2 separate regions of the Gossypium arboreum genome follow, and region 2 is linked to region 1. A link is a contact called in public Hi-C data. All regions are on one chromosome and are shown on one strand. Each heading gives the region's core, a stretch centred on a gene start, on an enhancer-like site or on the middle of the called end of the contact. The rest is flanking DNA. Distances are from core to core; before and after follow the strand shown. Region 1 has its middle 53 kb from the start of LOC108479918. Region 2 holds the start of LOC108479071 (transcription factor MYC2-like).

Region 1 (3,385 bases), core at 703-3,202:
TTATTAGACCAATAAAAAAAGCTAACATCAACTTAGAGTGACTGAAATATTTAATTTCAAAAAATTTAGTGACTAAATAGAAAACATAAATAGTTGGATGACTAAAATAGAACGAAAATCATAGTTGGGTGACTATATTTATAGCTTACCCATAAAAATAATTTTCAGCATTTTTCTCATCATTATTTAATAAAAGAATTTAAATAAAAGACTAATTTACACATTTCAAAATACATAAAAATTATAATTATCTCCGTACTTTTACCCATTAAAAAGGCTAGACGCCAAGTGATTACACAAATGTTTCATTATTTAGCCATCCAATCATCACTCAATTTAGACCACAAATTTAGTCGTAAAGCACATACGTCACTTCATTTAGCCGCCTACACCTAGTAAATACAAGTTAAAATAGTAGTACACTCTTTATAAATTTAAAATTTAAAATTTAATTTTTATATTTTTATTTTAAAGAGTTTAATCTATTTACCTTTTAAATTTAAAAATTAAAGTTTAATTATTGATATTTTTAATTTTTAACTTGTATTGTATCTATATAACTAAAATAATAGCATTGTAATAAACTTAAATTTTTAAAAATAATAATGTTAACAATTAAACTCATATTTTAAACTCAAAAATTGAAGAACTAAATTTTTAAAATAAAAATAGAGAGACTAAATTCTAAATGTAAACTTAAAATATATTTTACCCTAACAATGCTGATATCAACAATGCTATATAAACCCAAGAGGCCTTACCATTTCAAAAAGCCATCACAATTTAGTTTAAAGTAAAATTAAATCTATTGAAAGGAGCATGCACAAACCATAAAAGTGGACATAATAAAATAGACCAAAAATTAAATTAGTAAAACATGGTATTTAATGGAAAAATTTTATGATTAAAACATTCCACAAGTTATTATATTCTTCATAAATTTAGAATTTAGTCCCTATATTTTTATTTTCAAGAATTTAGTTATTTTATTTTTAAATTTAAAATTGAAGTCTAATTGTTAACACTGTTACTTTTTTTGCTAAATGTTTGGTATGGCAATTTAAAATAAAAAGTTACTCACTTAGTAGCAATTTAACTAAATAAATAAACAACGACAAATCTTGGGACTAAGTTTTGAGGGGCCTAACTAAAATTTCAAAAATTTTGTGAGACTAATGATAATTTTAAAAAGAAAAAGAAAAACTTAATTAAAATTTAAAAATTAAAAGGTATAAAAATAATTTCCAAAAATTTTGGGCACTTTAATATAATAAAATAATTTTAACAGTGTTAACAGTTGGACTTAAATTTTAAAACTTACAAAATAAATGAACTAGATTTATAAAAATAAAAATATAGAAACTAAAATTTAAATTTGTCAAGAGTAGAGTGAGTCATTGTGTATTTTAACCAAAGTTAATATATAATTAAGGCATAAGAAGGGAAGAGGACTGACCCTACACCTATGACTAGTGAGTGGGCAACTTGTTATCAGTTCACGTGGTTGTGGTACACAATAATGACGTTTCTAATAGTCTGAATTTGGACACGTCCTACGTACTACTCTTATTTATATACTTACCTGTCGATGTTTGTAAGGTCTGGCTTCATACATCGAATCCCTCAACTATTTTTAATCGATTAAATGGTTGAATTATCATAAATAATTTTTTAAAATAATATTTACTATAATAAAATCTAAAGTAAGGTTTAATACCAATAAATGTTTATTCTCGAAATTATTTATGAAAATTAATCATTTTCAAAAATAATAATGGGTATAGATTAAAAATCTAAAAATATGTTGACGTGAATGCAATTTCAAGGGATAACCTAAAAAAGTACTTCTACATTAGCACTTTTTTCTTATGTTAGACAAAAGTGTGTTAACGTGAAAATATTTTACTAAAAAGTGTTGATGAGGATGCACTTTTGGCCGTATTTTCCTCAATTATGACCTTCAATAGTTGTTTAAAATTTTGACCGTTGGGCCTCCAACGATTAGGAAAAAGAAAAAGTATAAACCCCCAACATATTTTTTCACACTAAAATTTCTCAAAAAAGCTCTTCAAATTTTTTTATTTTTTTGAATTATTATTATTATTTATAATTTTTAATAAATTTGATCGTGTTAGCAACGGCTTGACAATTAATTAGTCTCGATGATAAACATATCTCCGTTGACCAAATGTAAATGGTAAGGATTAATTTTATTTTTTAATATTATTTAATATTTATTTAATTTTTATAATTTAATTAATATTTTCATAATTTTTATAATAGCCGGTAGATCAATTGTTACAATGTTTTAAATTTTCCTAAACCTTAAACAATTAAAAACATAATACCTTAATTTAAAATTTCCTAAACCCTAATCAAATTCAAAAGCCCTAAACCTAGGCCATATTTAGCAAATAACCCACTGGGGATTACACGGCCAAAAGCGTTTCCACATCAGTGCGCTTTTGCCGGATACAAGGAAAAAAGCACTGATGTGGAAGCATTTTTTTGAGTTATACCCTGAATTTTTAGGTTTTCGGTCCATACCTATTATTATTTTAAAAAACGACCCATTTCTGTAAATAATTTCAGAAATGGGCCTTTATTGGTACTAAATCCTCTAAACTAGCTCTTGCTATAATGATAAATGAATAGATATTAGCAACTATCTAGTTTTTTTTTTCTCCATCATATTTTGTTTTATTAATTTTCTCTTATTGCATTAAAATTTTTAATCTTATTAGTTTTTAAAAATGTTAATTAAAAAAAATCTTTTTTAATATTTTGTTTATTTTTTCACATGATAAGTATGTTATAGGACTAATGCTGCTTACAAATTTTATTTGACACAAAGTCTAAAGTTCAAATTTTGGATAACCTAATGTATTAAAGAAAATCAATATAATTAAGTATGGTACTTTTCTCTTTTGTTTTCTAAAGGGTAATGTTTGTGTCGACGCTATTCGGATTTCCACCCAAGTTTTGCTGGTGTTTAAAATAGAGTATATGCTTGGTTTGTTTTTCAGCTCTCATGTTTATGAGAGTTTTTGTTTATTTTCAATTTGTTAATAGCTTTAGGCTCTATTTAGGTAGATTTGTTGTTGGTGTCACGTTTCTAGCTTGAGTCTATCCCATTGGATGTTACAAATTACCAACGACAAAGTCTCTTTGAGTACTACCTTTTCTAGTAGTTTTTCTATCGCGATCAATTTTTCGTTGGAATCTCGATAGGAGATCCTCAACGACTGTTTGATTCTTAGACTTAGGCTTAAGTGTTGGAATGGTGGTCGACTATTTGACCTTGGAACAACCGACCATTGAGATTCGTTCAAACTCTAATTTCATCTAGATGCCAAAATTCGACCATTTTTTTAGGTAGGATTAG
Region 2 (3,345 bases), core at 283-2,782, 60 kb after region 1:
CAGTGGCAAATTACTCCAAGTTGATTTTTCGATGAAGTTTGCTTCTTTAAGGTGATAGGGAGTCAATGTTGCGACACGCATACACCTATGTCGTGACCCTCACAACAATTGAGGTTCTTATTGATGTTTGGCCATAGTCATCTCCCTACACAAGTTCAAATCAATCATTAGATTCCTAAAAATATAGTTTTACCAATTTGAGTCTCAAAAGAAGTAAAATGTAAGAAAAACTATTATTAACACTAAAAGATAAGAATCAATAAAAAACATTAAAAATACTCGTAAACTACTTGAGAACAAGCTCATTAAATATTTGAGAGAGCCTAATTTGACATATGAAATTACGATAGATCATAAGACTTATGATAAGTTATAATCTTTTTATAATACGTAAATTAAGTAAAAATAATATAAAATTTATAATATATAACCTTTATAAAAAAATATAAAGTGTCAAATAACTTTTATAACTCTTCCTTACAAATAATATGATTTTTTACCATAATTTAAAAAAATTATTTTTTTATAAATAAATTATGATAAATAACTATAACGATTTTTTTAAAGAATAAGTATATTATTTTTATAATCTATATTATGGACACATAATTAAGTTATGCCCATACTTCTTGGCCATAATTTTTATAAATGAATATATTATAATAATATTTTTAGACTAAGAATATATTATAATACTTTTATAACATGTAAATTAATTTTATAATAAACATTTTCACCTTTGAAATTTTTAAGATTTGAATAATATAATATTTATTATAACTTTATAAAATACAAATAGATTATTTTTATAATATATTTTTAGGATTTACAATACAAGAAATTTTTTATAACTATCCCAAACACTTAAAACATATTCATGCTTATAATATGTTTTTATAACTTACACTTGTATAAAATATTTTTTTTAAATTAGATTCGGGTGTACTTCAATTCTCACCTTTAGCTTAGAATTGGAAAGTTACATGGTTTTTCAAACATGCTACCATTGTGTAATTACAAGTAATTACACCTAAATCCAATTATTATGTGGCTTCCGAACACTAACTAAATGTTAACTCTGTTGAAATTTGGTCTTATTTAATTCTTTGAGACTAATGCTCTGTTTGATAAAGTATTGAAAAATTCAATCAACCGAAAATTAATATTTTCAGTATTTAAATTTTTTAAAATATGTTTGATAACCCACAATGAAAACTACTAGATCAAAATTTCTCTACAAAATGTAGAAAGTAATAAGTAGATTACTAGAGAATAAATTCAATAATTTATTTTATTTTTTAGCATTATATTATATTATATCAAACAATCTAATTATATTTAATATTTAACTTTAAATAAAATACCAAATATATTTTATAACTTAATTTCAACACTGAATTTTCACTACTTATCTCTTTAAAACTTAAAATTTCAATTTATCAAGTATAACCCAAATTAAATAATTTATGTACTAATTTGATTTTATCCGTATAATGAAGGGACGTGTGAAATACATTCCCCCACAAATAAATGTGGAATAAAATAATCATTACTTGTATGTATTTTCACAACAAAAACAAAAACCTCCTGCAGGGGCTCTCAGCCAGTCAGCCTTTTAGATTCCCACATTGTATTCATTTTATCCTCGTTTCTCTCCTTTTTTTTCATCCCTTGGCATTTCAGTCCACACGTTTTTCTTTTGTTTCTCATTTGTCAGCCATGGAAGAACTAATCATATCTCCATCTTCATCTTCATCACTAGTTTCATTTTCCCAGGAAACTCCACCTTCAACCCTACAGCAAAGGCTTCAATTCATAGTCCAAAGCCATCAAGAATGGTGGACATATGCCATATTTTGGCAGACGTCAACCGACGACCACGGTCGTTTGTTCTTGGCTTGGGAAGATGGACATTTTCAAGGAACCAAAGACACATCTCCCAAATCAACACCCAACAACAACAACAACAACATGTACAGCATTCAAGGCTTACATAATGAGCGAAGGAATGTTTTGAAAGGACTTCAAGCACTCATCGGAGACAACCATGATATAAATGGTTCGTTGGTCGACGGCACTGATATTACTGATGCTGAATGGTTCTATGTGATGTCATTGACTCGATCTTTCTCTGTCGGTGATGGGGTTTTAGGCAAGGTTCTTAGTACTGGCTCTTTGGTTTGGTTAACTGGTGCTCATGAGTTGCAGTTTAATGATTGTGAAAGAGCTCGAGAAGCTCAATTGCATGGTATCGGAACACTTGTTTGCATACCAACAAATCGTGGTGTTCTTGAACTTGGATCTTCGGATATGATTAAGGAAAACTGGGAACTTGTTCAACAAGTGAAATCCTTGTTCAGGTTCGATCCAAACCTAATCTCGGGTTCAACCCAGTTCCTTGAGAGGACTATCTCCTTTCCAGATATCGGCTTACTAGCCGGCATTGAAGAAGAAAATGGCGGCCCTGATAATAAAACCATAGAAGATTTAAAGCCAGGGCAGCAATCTTCTTATGTGGACTCAGAGAATTCAGATTCCGATGGTGCATTACTTGCCGTGAATAACACCGAGAAGATCAGAACCCCAAAGAAACGTGGAAGGAAACCTGGTCTCCGACGAGATACACCAGTGAACCACGTGGAAGCCGAGAGGCAACGCCGTGAGAAGCTAAACCATAGGTTCTACGCTCTCCGAGCTGCAGTCCCTAACGTGTCGCGCATGGACAAAGCGTCGCTGTTATCCGATGCCGTCACGTACATAACCGAGCTAAAGTCAAAAATCGAAGACTTGGAATCACAGCTTCGGAAAGTGTGTAACGAGAAAGTGAAAGTGGAAACCATTGACGCCATGGATAACCAAAGCACAACCACGTCCGAGGAACAAGCAGCAGCCAGGCCTAGCAATTCATCATCGGCTGCAACTGCTAGGTTTAGTGACCTGCAACTCGATGTCAAGGTTATGGGAAACGATGATGCGATCATCAGGGTTCAATCAGAGAATGTGAACTATCCTGGTGCTAGGTTAATGTCAGCACTTCGTGACTTAGAGTTTCAAGTCCACCATGCAAGCATGTCGTGTGTTAATGAGCTTATGCTCCAAGACATTATTGCAAAGATCCCTTATGGATTGACAAGTGAAGAAGCTATTAAATCTGCTCTTCTCCGGAGGCTACATCAGTGATATTATTATTTAGTATGTAATATCTGTTTTAATTTTTTTTTTATTTGTTTTAGTGTCTGCTTCAAGTGATTTCCCATTGAGTTTTAATATCAAGTAATTAAGGTGAAAATTTCAAGCAAGTGAGCAACCTTTTTTTTCCCCGGTTTAGTTTTCTTGTTGCTGTTC

The links. A called contact is a pair of places that touch in the nucleus more often than the background predicts.
Region 2: a Hi-C map of leaf shows a contact between it and region 1, with 1.7 times the contacts expected there. The contact joins the promoter of LOC108479071 here to the enhancer-like site in region 1. A contact is called at or near these places in 2 of 5 Hi-C or Micro-C datasets (both in leaf).

The regions. Positions count from the first base shown.
Region 1 is chr12:91,812,694-91,816,078 of ASM2569848v2, forward strand. No RefSeq gene overlaps it. Among protein-coding and RNA genes, the nearest start is that of LOC108479918, 53 kb to the left of the region's middle. Within about 2 kb of position 1,953, at least 1 of the 2 cell types and tissues checked has an H3K27ac peak or open chromatin away from gene starts, as enhancers often do. A contact at or near this core is called in leaf, where this site is marked.
Region 2 is chr12:91,872,847-91,876,191 of ASM2569848v2, forward strand. LOC108479071 (transcription factor MYC2-like) reads left to right here and starts at 1,533. Exons shown (of 1, transcript XM_017781494.2): 1 at 1,533-3,345. The coding sequence starts at 1,558. The coding sequence ends at 3,180.